Linked DNA regions of Mus musculus: region 2 is linked to region 1. Evidence: chromatin contacts called from public HiChIP or PLAC-seq data. All regions are on one chromosome and are shown on one strand. Each heading gives the region's core, a stretch centred on a gene start, on an enhancer-like site or on the middle of the called end of the contact. The rest is flanking DNA. Distances are from core to core; before and after follow the strand shown.

Region 1 (7,864 bases), core at 1,576-4,075:
TTAAATGGTGTTCTTTTCAGGAGGTATGCAGAAGTTTTAGCTAAATCTTCTCAGAAGGAAGATCCTGATCGTGACATTACATTAGGGACGGAGAACAAATTACTCACCAGGACATGATCTTCTTAATTTCTGCTCTCTGTGAGTCAAAAGGCAATCGATGTAACTTGAACTACATAGGAATAAACCCTTATTTAATGAGCATACTTTGACAGTGTCTGGTTGAATTTTATAATTTCTGATCCCTGGACAAAGTTGGAAATATCAATGGTTAATTTTCTCAGGGCTTGTTATTTATTTTAAAAAAATAAATGTAACCACCTGTGTCTGATATTCAGCAAGGTACACATAGAGGCGGCTAAAGCATAAGGATGGCCTTAATGTATTGCTGCATGAAAGGGACCCCAAATATTTCCCAGAAGAGAACCCCTTATGTGAGCTTTGTCTTATTTGAGCTTCTTAATGCTTTTCCATCTCTATCAATCTGCTTTGGGGGAAGACCTAAGTGCTAATGCTTTAGTTGTTCTAAATTTGCAGCAGGTTGGTAGAAGACATTATTTCCCTTGTGATCTTTATGGTTTAACTTGGAAATCAGACACAGAGGCAAATGTACACACATGCCATCTCTAGAGGTGCCCATCATAACGAGGATCTGTAATTCTGTGATTAACAGCCCTTCCACACACATATTATCCTTTGAAATTGAGACGTTACATCTAATGGCTTGTCTAATTTTCTGGTAACCTTCAGCACAGGTAAATCAGTTGTTATTCATCAGAGACACAGAAAAATGCCCACTGTGTAGAGAGTTTCCAAAAATGAGCATATGATTATACCTACATCTAATAAATTTGTCTTAAGGAAAAGAATTGTTCCCATGCTATGGTGATTTGGATATGTTTGGCACCTGGAATGGGACTCTTAGGAGGTGTGTGGCCTTGTTGGAGTAGCTGTTACCTTATTGGATGAAGTATGTCACTGTGGTGTTGGGCAATAAGACTTTCCCTCCTCCTAACCACATAGGAACCAGTCATCTCCTGTTTGCCTTGGGAACAAGATGTTGAACTCTCAGCTCCTCCTGTGTCATGCCTGTCTGGGTACTGCCATGCCCCAACCTTGATGATAATGGGCTGAACTTCTGAACCTATAAGTCAGCCCTAATTAAATTTATCCTTTTAAGAGTTGCCTTGGTCATTGTAAAACCCTAACTAAGACATATGCCATGAGTGAAATAAAACATTTTTCCAAAAGTAACCAAACCAGACTATTTTTGACAGCCATTGTGTCAACCTGAGAGTTTTCTAAAACATGGCTGTCTTTTCAACAGCAGAGCTTTCAAGATCACAATTACCCATGGATGACCTCCAGCCATAAAATATAAGGGAAATTGATAATGAAGATAAGAATCAACTTATATGTCATTTTAAGAAAGTAGTAAAATCTAAATCAATGAAAAGTATATGACAAAATTTGGAGCTGTGACAAAAGGATGGACCATCTAATGATTGCCATATCCAGGGATCCATCCCATAATCAGCTTCCAAACGCTGACACCATTGCATACACTAGCAAGATTTTGCTGTAAGGACCCAGATATAGCTGTCTCTTGTGAGACTATGCCGGGGTCTAGCAAACACAGAAATGGATGCTCACAGTCAGCTATTGGATGGGTCACACGGCCCCCAATGGAGGAGCTAGAGAAAGTACCCAAGGAGCTAAAGGGAACTGCAACCCTATATGTGGAACAACAATATGAACTAACCAGTACCCCGGAGCTCTTGTCTCTAGCTGCATATGTATCAAAAGATGGCCTAGTCAGCCATCACTGGAAAAAGAGGCCCTGTGGACTTGCAAACTTTATATGCCCCAGTACAGGGGAACGCCAGGGCCAAAAAGGGGGAGTGGGTGGGTAGGGGATTGGGGGGTGGGTATGGGGGACTTTTGGGATAGCATTGGAAATGTAAACAAGGAAAATACCTAATTAAAAAAAAAAAAGAAAAGTATATGACAAAAAAACTGCTAAGCTTTAAACTGGAAAGGTTATTGGCTTCTTTTCCTTGGCTTCATCAGAGAACTGGAATTCCTGTGTTTTAACAGGGAAAAATTGCAAATGTTTGATTATATCATTTGCCTAGCTCTAGTCTTAATTTTGTGCTTGATTTAAGGAGTGCTATCTCACTGTGATACATGAATCTCCTGATCCTGCTAGACAATGAGATATTAGGAATGAGCAACTCTGGAGACATCTCCCCATTCCAGTATGTTATTGATTGTGAAGAATTGTTTAGGCCTACTTTGAACCATACTTGGATAAGGAGAAGAACATCTCTCCTTTCAAGGCAGATATTTATCCAAGCATAAAAGTAACCTAGGAGGCAAGTTCAGTTGCTAACTGAAAGAGTCCAGGCATATATCTCTGGTCCTCTGCATCTTCCCCTGCTATATGACCATTTCAGTGGGTTACTCTCAAGCTTAAAGGAGATGGACAATCCATGACAGATATTTGGCTTTTAAGCGACACTGAGGAATTTTGTTTCTCCATCACATCTATAGGTAACTCCTTCCATCTACATAGTAACATCTCTTTGGTTGACTATCCTCATCTACAGATTGTGGTTGAGACCGCAGGAGCCCTGTGTTTCCTGAAGCAGCTGCGCCTCCTCCACTCTCTTGTAATTCTGGCTATTGTTCTCTACATGTCTCACTAGGGGCATGCACCAGATGGCAGTGTCCCATTGAGGACAAGGATCCTCCTGGCCTTACCGCTTACTGACCAACTAAGTGACCAGTTGCTTTGCCATCTCTATGTGTGTTACAGGTCAATGGCATTAGCCTTGGGGCCTAGTTGATGTTCAATGTAAAAATAAACACTGGGAGGACTTCTACGCACGTTCTATTCCCCTTCAGTGGCAAAGTGTTTCATTTGCAAGGTCAATTGGAAAAGGTACATATGTAACTGGCGTAGTAAACAAGCACTTCAAATAGGTTTCTGTCAATGTTTACATTTCTACACACTTCAGCAACTACATAAGAGCCTTCCCAGCCGCTCAGACACACACTGCCAGGCACAGAACCACAGGCATTTGTAATTCAGACTCATTACCTATGAGAAGCTCTTCCATAGAACAGACAAATTTCATGGTGTTGACAATAGTAGAACATGATCCTGGTTATGTTATTTATTAACAGTGACCCTTTTTTAATGTGCCAGTGTTGGAATTAATATGTTTTAAAGATTTTACTAGGTCCACTTGTCTTCAGCTAAGAGCTCTAAAAACTCATGATGGCCAAGAGCCTTCCACTGAAAACTGCAATGAATGTTCCTACTATGCTACAGTCCACTGTGTATGCAGTTGTGGAGGTGTTTACCACAGCTACCTTTTAACACGAAGCTGGGAACACTGGAGTTTTTGTTACCTTTATTCATTTATCATCCCAATTTTACTCTAGGCTGCTGCCAGGCTCTTGAAAAGTCTAAGCACGGCTAAGGCACCCTTCTCACTCCGAAGGGCCATAAGTTTAATAAAAGGTTAATGATCAGCGAGAGTTTAAGCTTCTGCTAAGCAAGTGTGCTGCGAGTTCCTGAGCATGTGTGGTGTGTGTGTGTGTGTGTGTGTGTGTGTGTGCTTGCCCACACATTCCTGTCTTTGTTGCTGCTTTGCAAGGAGCTTGTGAGCTGACCGCTGAGTCATTTACACAAGGGCTGTGTGTGCTGTCTGGTGCAGGATTATGATGGCTGAAATGATAGAAAGTTGCTGTGAATTTCTTCCCAAGCCACACATCATCCGGGATTGCCAAGTTGAAAAAAAATTATAACCGAAGTAGATTTCCTCTTGTCACCTTTTCTCTCCTTGATTCTTACTTGCCCTTTACTCTGTCCTGAGCTACCCTGCAGCCTCTGACCAGGGGCAGTCATGTGCCCTCTGGTGACCTCTAAGGCCTCAGAGGAATCTGATTTTCCTACAGACGGCTGCCAGCTTGGTCTTGGGAATCCGATCCACTCTTGGATCTTTTGCAGGCTCCACAGTGGCATTTCAGAGTAGGCGCCATCCAGATCTCTGCCTCGCTTGTGCCCCAATATGTACAAGGACACTGCCTTGGCATTTCAAAGACCAGCACTGCCCCTGGGGAGGCTTGCTGTCCCCAGCAGTCCAGATGCCAACACCAGCACAAGTGCAATGAAGAAACAGCTTAGTGGGTGGCCGGGCCAGTTGAGTCCCTGTGGTGCCTATTAGAACAGAGTATGGCGACATAGCCCAGTTTAAGCTCAGCTGGATAACTGCCTGAGATTTAGTAAAGCGGGGCTCCCAAACGTGTTCTTCTTTTTTCCCAAAGTGTTAAGGATTGTGCTTCTGTACGAGACAGAAGAAATGGAGTAGACCTAGAAATGCTGGCTCCCTGTGACATTGTGATTTTGAGGAGAATGCAGAGGTAACCTAATGATTGGCCATTTCCAGAACTCATATGAGCTGAGATGGAGCCTGGAAATCTGCATTGTTTCAAAACGCAAGGCATGTTTTTCTGAGGCAGCCTGGGAATCATGACTTAAAATTTCTTCCTGACTCAAAACAGTATTAGTCTGCTATTTCCAGGAGGCCAAACCTAAGAGCAGCCTACAAGGTCACATGAGAAGACAGGAGGAGGGCCAGGCCGGACCTTAGTTCTCTTGGCAACTTGTCCACGGCCTGTTCTCCATTCTGAGCTGACTCAGACCCAGCCCAGTGCATGCCATATGAGCTTCAAAGGGCAGGTGATGACTGCGCTCCTTGTGGCCAAGGCAGATGGGTGCTTACAAAGCTTTTAGGAGGCTCTGAAAATAACAGTCATTGTCAAGAGAGCTGCAAAAGGGGAACCAGAGGGAAAAGGAACCAGGAGTCAGGGACTGAAACGATAAAACAATACACAGTGCTAAAAATGTATGGAGATAACAAAGAGTTAGTCAGAGAGGCAGGCATGGCTAGGTTCTTTGTTGAGTCATGCCCATGATCATTCAACATTAGTCGTGGAACTGGAGAAACTAGCCAGGCAGAGGTTTATTTGGAGAAAGGGGTAGACTCACCTCTTTTAATTCTACAAGAAGGTAAAGGTCATAAGGTGGGGAGGCAGAGGAATGGTCATATGCAAATAGCACTGAGCTACCCTGTAAAGTACTTAGGTTTTCTAATTAACCCGCTTGGGGGAAAAAAATGTATCTCTAAGTCATCGTCAAGATGTAAAGCCAAAGAGAAAACTCAAACTACCTTTGAGTTGCTGAGCATGTGAGCTATACCAGACAGACTTTTGCTGTCTGTCCCCTGGAAACAGTGAAAGTGACATTGAAGTCTTGGGAGGGGTCTCCACATATATTCATTCATTCACGTTTGATAACATGCAAAGGTATAATACTCTCCTTCTATATGAAAGAGGAGACTCTGCCCCGTCACCCTGAGCACGGTGGGCGGTGGTAAGGCAGATGCAAAAGGTGACTGCAGTACTGATGGTATGCTATATAGGTAGGCTTTCTTCTGTCTGGGCCTCACTATTCTTATCTGTAAAGTGGAGCAGCCTGCTCTCCCTAACCTCACAGTTACTATGGGGTAGGGGTGTCAAATGTCTTACTCCTTATAAGGTGACTCTAAGCACTGTCTCATTTAAGAATTTCAGTGAATGGGATTATCCTGGAAGCAGAAGGACTCAAGGTAGATTCTCCAGTACTCACTCAGGTTTTATTATTATTATTCAAATTTTTATTAGATATTTTCTTCATTTGCATTTCAAATGGTAGCCTGAAAGTCCCCTATAACCTCCCCCTACCCTGCTCCCCTTCCCACCCACTCCTACTTCTTGGCCCTGGCGTTCCCCTGTACGGGGGCATATAAAGTTTGCAATACCAAGGGGCCTCTCTTCCCAGTGATGGCCAACTAGGCCATCTTCTGCTACATATGCAGCTAGAGACATGAGCCCTGGGGATACTGGTTAGTTCATATTGTTGTTCCACCTATAGGGTTGCAGTTCCCTTTAGCTCCTTGGGTACTTTCTATAGCTCCTCCATTGGGGGCCCTAGTCACCTATTGGATGGGTCATTCACGTTTTAAAAAGCAGCAGGATGGTGGTGTATGCTTTTAATACTAGTGCTGAGGAGGAAGAGACAAAGCAGGGACTGCAGAGAGCCCTGATGATCATTAGTTAGTTAGCTAACCTAGCCTCCTTTGAACTCCAAGTCAGCAAGATACCCTGTTTCAAATACAATAATAAATATATAAGCAAAAAATTAAATTAAATAAAAGACAAGGTAGCCAGTACCTAAGGAGTGATGCCCAAGTTCTGTCCAGTTCTTCACATGAACACACACTGTGCACACACAAGTTGTGTACACATACATGCACTCATACACACATGAGCACATAGTCACATATAATTTAACTTTCTAAGTCTATCCAAAGAAATGTTGACTCACAATGCAAAATAATGTGCACTGTTCGAGTTCTCACTATGCACATAAAGGCCCACTCAGCTTTGCCTCTAGATGGACTGGAGTCCCTAAAATCAAGCAGTCCTAGATAAAAGGGAGCCATAATATGTCTTTGTCTCAAAGAAACCAGACCCCTTCCAGCCTCTCCATTAAACAGGGAACTTTCCTTCTTAAATAACAATTTCTGCCATCTTCCCTGTACCAGAGGCAGGCCACATGAAGGAAAATTAGAAATGAAATAGTCTGTTCCATTCTCTCAGCACAGATTGTTTATATCCTGAGACCACAGGAAAGACGGTGCTTATAAAGCCACTCTCAAGCCAGCAGAATCCTTCGCACATGCGCAGCAAGGTTTGTGCTGATGCCTAGGACTCATGCAGCTGAAGGAACATCACCTGGCCTTCTCAAATGTGGTCCTTGGAAGATGGGGGAAAACCGCATTAATGCAGCCTTCAAGCTCAGACCTGCTTCGTGTTCAAGAGGTTGTGTAGACTTGGTTAACTCAGAGGACACTCTTTCTTATGACAACAGTTTCCCCATTTTTATATTCAATTAAGTTAATTTTTAATTCAACATCATTTTAATATATGTTAGAACAGAATAATATTTCTATTTCTTTCCTTTTCTCCTTCTATCCCTCCATGGTTTCCAACCCCAACCTCTCCCATAAATTCCTTTTCAAACTGATAAACATTTTTATTATTTTTGTTACATATACACACACACACAAATACAAAGATTTTTGACAATTTCAACTGTGTATACAATGAATTATGATTGCATATACTCCCCATACCCCTATTTTACCTCCCTCCCTCCCCTTCCCAACCCACTCATTCATATTGGTTCACTTCATATTTTCATGTCTTTTTATGGCCCGCTGATTTTAATTAGGGTTGCTCGTGTGAGCAGGGTTGGGGAATCCCTTCCTGGAGCATGGGTAACTTACCAGTGGCTACCCAGTAAGGAAAATGGCACTCTATTTCACGTAAATATTAGCTGTCAAGAACCCTTAATGGCCTCACCCTCCCATCCATAACAGGATATGTAGGATCCAATTGTGTGCAGGTCTTTGCAGGACTAACAGTTGAGTGTTGCTTATTCTTAGTATAGTGATGAGTCTCTATATTGTCATCCACTGAACAAAGATGTATCACTAATCTATCAGGACAAACATGTACACATAGAACACAGTTTGTGTGCATGTCTAATTAGCAAAGCACCAGTAGAAGACACCCATGATGGTCTGTGAACTTCCTGCTCATAGGACTTTGACTGGCTTTAAGTAGCAGAAATATACTTCTCCTGGGGAAAGGACCCTGGAGAAAGAGTCGAACATTCTAACTGATTTCTACTATCCTCAGGCGTCCCTGATGAAACTCCCAATATGTCTTTGCTGCAACTGAGAGGATGAAG
Region 2 (7,864 bases), core at 1,699-4,198, 350 kb after region 1:
GACAAGGGCAATAGACCTCAAATATCTTGTCTCTTTAGCTGTAGCTGAAGAGAAACTCTTAGGTCCCATTTATTTATACCAACTCAGTGAAGATTCCAATTATTGGAACAGTGAGTCAAACAAAAGCAAATGCTGCTGAGAAAAAACAAAACAAAACAAAACAAAACAAAAAACAGTCTCTTGATATCTGAAAGAAGCTGAGGATTGATTTAACCTAAGTTGTTGAAAATACATCTCCACTCATGCCTTCAACCACAAAGATGGTGGTAGGGATTGGGGGTGAGGGCAAGTGCACATGAGAACCTGAATCAGGGAAAAGGATGAAAGGAAATTTATTGAGTAGAGAAAGAAAATTCTTCTCCGGGATTTCCTTTGCAATTTAAAGTTGTCAGGCCAGCATCTTGCACATCTACCCAGATGAGCACATTGCTATTACAGAAGCAAAGCTTTCTTCTAGATAGATTAAAGAGATAATAGGTGAAGCCAGCTGTGAGAAGCATCTGGTTTTTGTTTTTTGTGTTTTTCATTTCAAAGCAAGGTCCTGGTGAATGAGAAAAGACAGGTTCTAGAGCTCTTGTTGGACTGTGTTCTAGGAGGGAGTTTTCAAAGCTTTCACATCTCTACAGTGCCTAAAGAGCAAGGACTCCTTCCAACATTTTCCCAGTGACTTCCTCTTTTAAAACATCACAGTCATAGAGAAGCCCAGAGAAGCAAAGCTACCCTTTCCCCCAAAATATATCCCACTCCCTACCTTACTCAGTGATAAGGATTGGGTAAGGCATGTTGGCAGGTTCTAACATACAGGCTATCTTGAGTTGCTTATTTCCTGAATGGATGGGAAAGTTGACTACTCAGTTACCACAGCCCCAGCAAATGGTTTGAAGTGAAAACTCAACTTGGGGTCACCCAGAAGACTGACAGAATCTGTAGAATCTTTTGAATGGGGTCTAGGGTCTAGAAAGACTATGATTTGGGGTATGACCATAGAAAGAGACATCATCTGGAATGGCATTTATTAAATATGAGTAATATGCCATGTGATTTAAACCACATTTTATAGAATGTCTCATAATAACACTACAAAGGAATTCCAGTTGTTCCCATTTTCATTGAAGAAACACCATTATCAGATATTTTGTCATTCTTAGTCACAGATTTTGGAGGTAAATCCAATTGCCCTTGGTCCCCAAACTCATGCAAAACAGAAAAATCCATTTTAGACAATAAGTACATTGTCTTCTTTTCAGAGTCTTGTTTGTGAAATGTGGATGTATCTCCTCTGTGTTTTGAGACAGGTCTCTTATAGCTCATATATGGCTCCAACTAGCTGCATAAGAGAAGATGACCTTGAACTTGAACTTCTGATTCTCCTGCTTCCATCCCTTGAGAGCTGGTATTATAGGCATGCACTATCATGCTCTGTTTATGTGGGGTTGTGGATAGAACTCAGGCCTTCATTCTTACTACTTGTGTACTCCAGCAACTTTCAATCTCCAGCCTTCAGTGATCCTTTTAAATCAATAGAAACGTGTTCTGAGACGAAGAATGATATGCCAAGCTATTCTGATCCTCGATAGATAGCAAGTGAATGGCATAGTGTGGTCCTATATGCATATAACTACATATATAAACATGTATGTACCATTGAAAATAATTGTTGTCCTTTGTATTTTGTAGCACACTATGATATGTTCTAATGTGTAATAGAGTACGGTATTTTTTGAATGGTCACTATGAAAGGCAACCATCTGGGATCATATTTGACTGTAGATAGTTAATAGTTATATGAATTTGGCTGGGCTATTTTACATATAATAATAGCAATAATCTCATAAAGATCAAATGAGAATTAAATTAATATCATAGAGAAATAATTGGCTTAGAAGACTGCCCAATAATTTTAATTCTTCTTTTCTGTTCAGTACTTAGCACAATGTGAGACAAAGCTTGAGCAACTTTATAATAACCAACACGAAAAGTACTAAAAATATTGGCTATTTATGGTGTTATGTACACTCCCTATGCTCACTAAGCAGAGGAAGATGCAATTAAACGTTATACAAAAGAATAAAAATCTTAGGCAATATTTAAGTACATGTGTATAAAAGAGGACTATTTTTTACATTGAAATCATAACTCTAGTCATATTTTCTTGTAATTTAATATAAAATAGTATGATATATGTATCCTTGGTTCTCTTACTTTAGATGATTCTTCTATGAGATTGTGAACCTTCTTAAGGCTGAGACTGTATCTATTAATCTGCCACTGTGTTTTCTTGGCCTGGAGCCATGTCGACTGCATAGAAGTCACTCAAATTACTTCTTACTGAATGAAGAAACAAATGAATGGACTAGAATTATCAGTTTATTTGTATTCATATGTCGGAGTCATTTTTCAATTTGGTAGAAAGCAGTCTCAAGGACTATTGGCTGTCAGTGAATTGAACAAATCTCTCCCCCAAAGATCTACCTCATTTTTAAAAGTCAAATTGGGCAGCCACACAATCTATACTTATTGAGAGCTCACTCTGTACTCCCCGAAGTCCAAAAGCAAAGGGCCGGATGGAGAGATATTTGCCGTCATCAGAGGCACGTGGCAACCTGTCAGAAACCAAAGTACTGTGATGAGAAAGGCCCTAGTATGAGTTTGAGGTCTAAAGGGACAGGTGGGAGTGGCTAGCCCAGGACCCCTCTTTCACCCTCCATTTGAAGGAAGGAGAGAAGATGACTGATATTATGTCACTGAAAACTTTTAACAGCTGCTGGACTGATCAGTTTGTATTTTGTTTTGTTTTTTACTCTTCCCTGTTGATTTGGGCAGCCATACAGAGAGCTGGCAGAAGAGAAGGGCTGAAGTCCGAGAGGGAAACACCAAGGATATAATGACACACTCTTTCCGGCTGATCTTTCCAGCCTCTCTTCATGCCCAGTGGACCTTGGACCTGCACCATGGCATTTCCGTTTCCCACAAAGACTGACTCCTCCCTAGTCCAAGTCCCGAAAGCTGTGCCTCAGAGCAGAGCTGTCCAGATTCATCGCTACAGGGAAGATGGTAGGAGGAGCAAGGCTTGAGATGGGTCGTCCAGCTGTGGATTCTGGCAGAAGACACCCTCTCATCCAGCACTCTCCAGAGCAAAGCCGTGGACGAGCAAGTCCAAAGACCCAATCCTGTTCTAGTAACTTTTAAACCTTCTGGGAGAAAATTATTAAAGCATTTGAGGCACAAAACTTGGCTCCTCATTTTTCTGTGAACCCCTGCCTTCTGTATATAATAGGTAAATGTGGGTTTTTTGCAGTTATCATAATAAAGCAAGTGAAAAAATCCTTGGAAACTGACAGTCCCAGCTATGTCATTTCCTGAACTGTGTTTCTGTACAGCTAAGACCATGTGTTAGCTCCTATTTGAAATTCTTACCTCTCTCTTCAGTGTTTGAGCTTCCCTGAGCAGAGCAGAAAGCAATGCACAATGCCCACATGCATTCAGAAGGAGGCACAAGGAAATTAGCTGTTCGTTACACTCTTCAAATCCCTCTAATGTTCTCACTTAATTGACCCAAGGCTTCTTCTTTGGTGAGATCTGGTTAATATTAATCTTTATACTAAAGATTATACTAAAGGTAGTCCTAGTTGTGTCTAAAAAATTACCAAAAGACATAAACTAGAAGTAAAATTTTAAAAAATCTGGTACAGTGTGAGGGGGTTGACACTCATATTGACACAGTGAGGTTAAAAGTCACGAAGTAACAACTGAAAAAGGACACAATCCTTGACCAGTCTTACATTGGTTGAAACTGGGATGGGTACTAACCACATGTCCTGAAGGAAATAATTTAATATTTATAATCCACAGAGTTAAAATGTAGATATGATTTATATGGCTGTAAGAATTATATGATACAAGGTTTGTAGTATTTAGCACAGCTCTTCAAGTACAAAATATTGTTAAATATCACATTTAATATTTCCCCCTTCTAAACTGGATATTAGAAGCCTAATTTGGATGCAGCCATTTCCTTCGTAACCACTATGCCTTCATAAGATATTTCTTAAAGCATTTTAATTCCACACTGCTTCATTGAACACTAATATTCCCCACTCTTTTTAATCATGAGCCATTTTGGTTTCTGAAGAATTGATCATTTCTGTCATTGAATCCAAGAAAGACTCAATTCCTAAAATAGTAGCTTTCTGTCTTGAAGAAGAAGAAGAAGAAAAAAAAACTCTATCAACAATTATTACCAATGTGGCAAAACCCACTCTTCCTAGACCTCTAGAGGGCAAGATCACTATAATCTGTTCGTAAATTTTATCTGACTTGTAATTCCAATTTATCTAGAATTATGAAATGTCCCTTCAAATTAAGTAAACCACATAAGCACTTGCCCTATCTACAGGGCGGCAATATATCCCATTAGCCCTCCTCTCCAGATTTCAGTCAAGTCCAAATTCATCTGTAATGGGCCCGGAATTGGCACTTCTGCCCTTGATCACTATAAAAACGACTATTGATGAAAAGAACCAACAATCAATAGACAATGTTTACTTGCAAAAAGCCCCTGTCACTTGCAGATGGCTACTTACTGGGATGTTGGCAGCTGCTTGTCATGAATCAAAACATTAAAAAGAGGGCATACTGAGATGGATCCATGGGTAAAGGCACCTGTCATCAAGTCTGATGACCTGAGTTCGATCCCCCAGACCCACAACAGTGGAAGGAGAGAGTTGACTACTGCAAACTGTCTACTGACTTCCACATGCGTGCCACAGCAGGTGCACACTCCCACAAATAGACACAATTTCTTAAAAGAACCTTTTGAAAAAAGAGGATAAGGGAAATGCATCATCATATATAAATTTTAATGTGGAAAGTTTAAAATGTGGTATAAGGGGTGTGAAACTTGATATTCTTCAAAGGAAGTGATTGCGCCGAAGAACAAAACTCAAGAATCTGTTCTATGTGTCTGAGTCAGGTATCCAGAGTGCTTGGTTAAAGCAGGGCATTGTGTCATGTGATCATGAGACATGATAAAGTGTTCCACACAATCACTGCTGGCTTTGTGTGTGTGTGTGTGTGTGTGTGTGTGTGTGTGTGTGTGTGTGTGTGTGTGTGATTTTGATACAACCCTTTACAGGACACAACCCTTTCTATAATTCTTTAATGGTTAACTAGCATTACCTGGAGCACACAGTTAGAAGCAGAGGAGGAAATGGAATAGGAACACACATCTGTACACTTCAGAATACACAGTTCACGCTGGCTACTAGACTAAAGAGCAGATACCTATGTCAGATGTATCCTGAAGGTGTGTCTACTGAGAAATGATTTGCAGTTAAAATTTGAATTTAATTAAATTCTATAAATAATTACTTATTAGTCTTTCTGTGTGGTATTAGAGATTAAACATCATGCATGCCAGGCAAACACTCTTATATTGAACTCTGTCACCAGCCTCAGTCGGCTATCCTAGCTTTCTTGCTGAATACCACTTATTTTGAAGACTCTAAGGCATTATATATTTAGTTATTTACTTTCCAACTTTGAGTGTATTATTTCCTGTCATAAGAGTTGAGATTCAGAGGTTGGAGAGATTGCTCAGCTGTTCTTATGGAGGACAGAAGTTCAGTGCTTAGCTCACACATGGTAGCCCACATCTGCCTCTAATTCCAGTTAGACACTATATCCCCTTCTAGGCTTCATGGTCACCAGACATTCACATGGCGCACATACTGTATATGCAAACAAAATATTCACAAACACACACACACACACACATACACACACACAACCTTACAAAAAAGAGTTGAAATTGAGCCACATTCAAAAGTCATTCATTTAACAATTTATTGAACAGTGATATCCAAACAATTCTCCCATCCATCAAGGTACCTATGTAACATCCCATGAGTAAATTAAAAAGAAATCATAAGTATAACATGCCTGCTTAGGGTACTCTGTCCAGATCATCTGAATAATAGCATAAAGTTTAAGAATCTTTAACAGGTATTTTTATCAAAAACTCTAGCCATTCACTGAATAGAATAGCCACTCACTGAAATACCAAGGCTGACTTTGAGCTCACTATATAGCCCATATAAGTCCTATAATAGTTTCCTCCTATCCCTGATTAGTTAAGATGCCAGACCTGCACTACCAGGCCCAAGTGTAATGTCTACCACAGACACTGTTAGCATCCCAGTGGAAACAATGAAGCCTAATGTTTATGTCTATCAGGCCTAGTCAGATTCTCTTTGTATCTTGGTTTCTGCTCCACCACTTCCTAACCGTGGAAGGTTTAAGAACTGCACTTAACTCTTTGAAGCACAAAGAGTTTCTTTATACTGGTTTAATAGCTATAGAAATAATTACATGAATAGTTTCATGAAGCTAGGCAAGATAACTTATACAAGACAAGCACTTTCCCTAGAACAATGTTTAGACAAGGTAGTGCCTAACTTGTTTCTAGTGCCACTTTTCACTGAAAAGCTCTATTTTAAATTAATACAATATAACTAAAGTAATTCAATTATTCAATTATTCAGCACCAGTGTGATTTATAAGGAAAGAATGGAATAAGAATAGACAAAATGCTACTACTAATGAGGAAAAAAGAAAGGCACCATCACCAAAACCTTTGCCAGGATGAGCGAATATTGTAGAAATCAGGACTGATAAGTAGACGAACCCAGGTAATTGAGAGAAGCAATACAAAAAGACCCTGTGGAGATGGACTCTTACGTGCCTATTTAAACACATTTTTCTACTATTTATTGAGAATATCAAAGGGCAAAACTTTTGCTAAAATTGGTGACTTAACCTTTGCTGGGGAACTCTATTGGCAGTAGATGAAAGAAAATCTACACTGGAAGAGCTCACCAATCCTAGAATTTTATTGGCCCTTTAAACAAATCTAACTTTTGTCTTTTGCAGTAATCCTGTTTAGTTGTAAGCTCAATGGATCCTTATGTCATCGTTTGTTTCCTTTGGTATCTTTTGCTTTTAATTTTATCACTTCATCAACAACAGTTTCCTCAGTTCCAACTGGTGTAATTGTCAGGGGAAAAGGTTGCCAACAGTGACTATCAACAGTGAGTAGAGGTCTCTGGAAGCCTCTGTAATCTCAGCTGGCCCACATGTTCAGTGTATGTAAGGCAGATAGACTGAACTTTGCCTATTTCCTTCTGAACTAGGACAGCTCAGAGTCCTAGTGATAGGAACAATGATGGGTTCCTCCAACTCTGAGATGCCAGCCCTGGCAACCAGTCCTTATGAGGTCCCATCTCCTTACAGAGAAGACACTCACACTGCCATCTGGGCCGTTGGTTTCCCCTGAGGGCCTGTCCTTTGTTTCTTAGCAGAAGGTGTGTGTTTTTAGAGCCTCACTCAGCCAACCTTGTTTTGTAAGAGGTCTCTATCTCATTTTTCTTCAGAATGTGCCTTCAGTGTGATACACCAGAAAGTAGACCCATCAATAATAGGTTGAAGGTGAGGATAAGAGAGCAACCTGTACTTCTGCCAGGCAGCCTTCTAGAGACTCACTTGGCACACTGCTGGACGCTTTGACTACTCCAACTCTCCACCTGAAGCCACTCTAGCTAATTCTTGATCGCCCTCCTCTCGGGATTGTTGTCCTTCTGTTCTTTCCTTTCCATCTCTTCCCTCCTCTTTGCTGTAGGCTTCATTGTTTGTACACATGACCCTTATACGTCCTGTCCTGTAACTTTTAAATTTGACTTTTGCTTAGCTTTTTCTTGGGCATCTTTTTATGAACTCCACTCTAACAAGCATTTTCTCCCCATGCAAACCTAGACTTGGGATTTCTTCTAAAGCTAATTTTCAGCTTTTGTGGCAGGGGGAACCTCTT

The links. HiChIP or PLAC-seq counts read pairs in DNA pulled down with a chosen protein or histone mark.
Region 2: an H3K27ac HiChIP or PLAC-seq map of hepatocytes shows a contact between it and region 1, with 7 times the contacts expected there. The contact joins two enhancer-like sites. A contact is called at or near these places in 5 of 484 Hi-C or Micro-C datasets (brown adipocytes, embryonic fibroblasts, liver and 1 more) and 2 of 115 datasets of contacts at active chromatin or transcription factors (heart atrium and hepatocytes).

What each region holds. Positions count from the first base shown.
Region 1 is chr5:51,037,051-51,044,914 of GRCm38.p6, forward strand. No RefSeq gene overlaps it. Among named protein-coding and RNA genes, the nearest start is that of Gm29924, 250 kb to the right of the region's middle. Within about 2 kb of position 2,826, at least 12 of the 459 cell types and tissues checked have an H3K27ac peak or open chromatin away from gene starts, as enhancers often do. A contact at or near this core is called in hepatocytes, where this site is marked.
Region 2 is chr5:51,388,518-51,396,381 of GRCm38.p6, forward strand. No RefSeq gene overlaps it. Among named protein-coding and RNA genes, the nearest start is that of Gm29924, 100 kb to the left of the region's middle. Within about 2 kb of position 2,949, at least 23 of the 459 cell types and tissues checked have an H3K27ac peak or open chromatin away from gene starts, as enhancers often do. A contact at or near this core is called in hepatocytes, where this site is marked.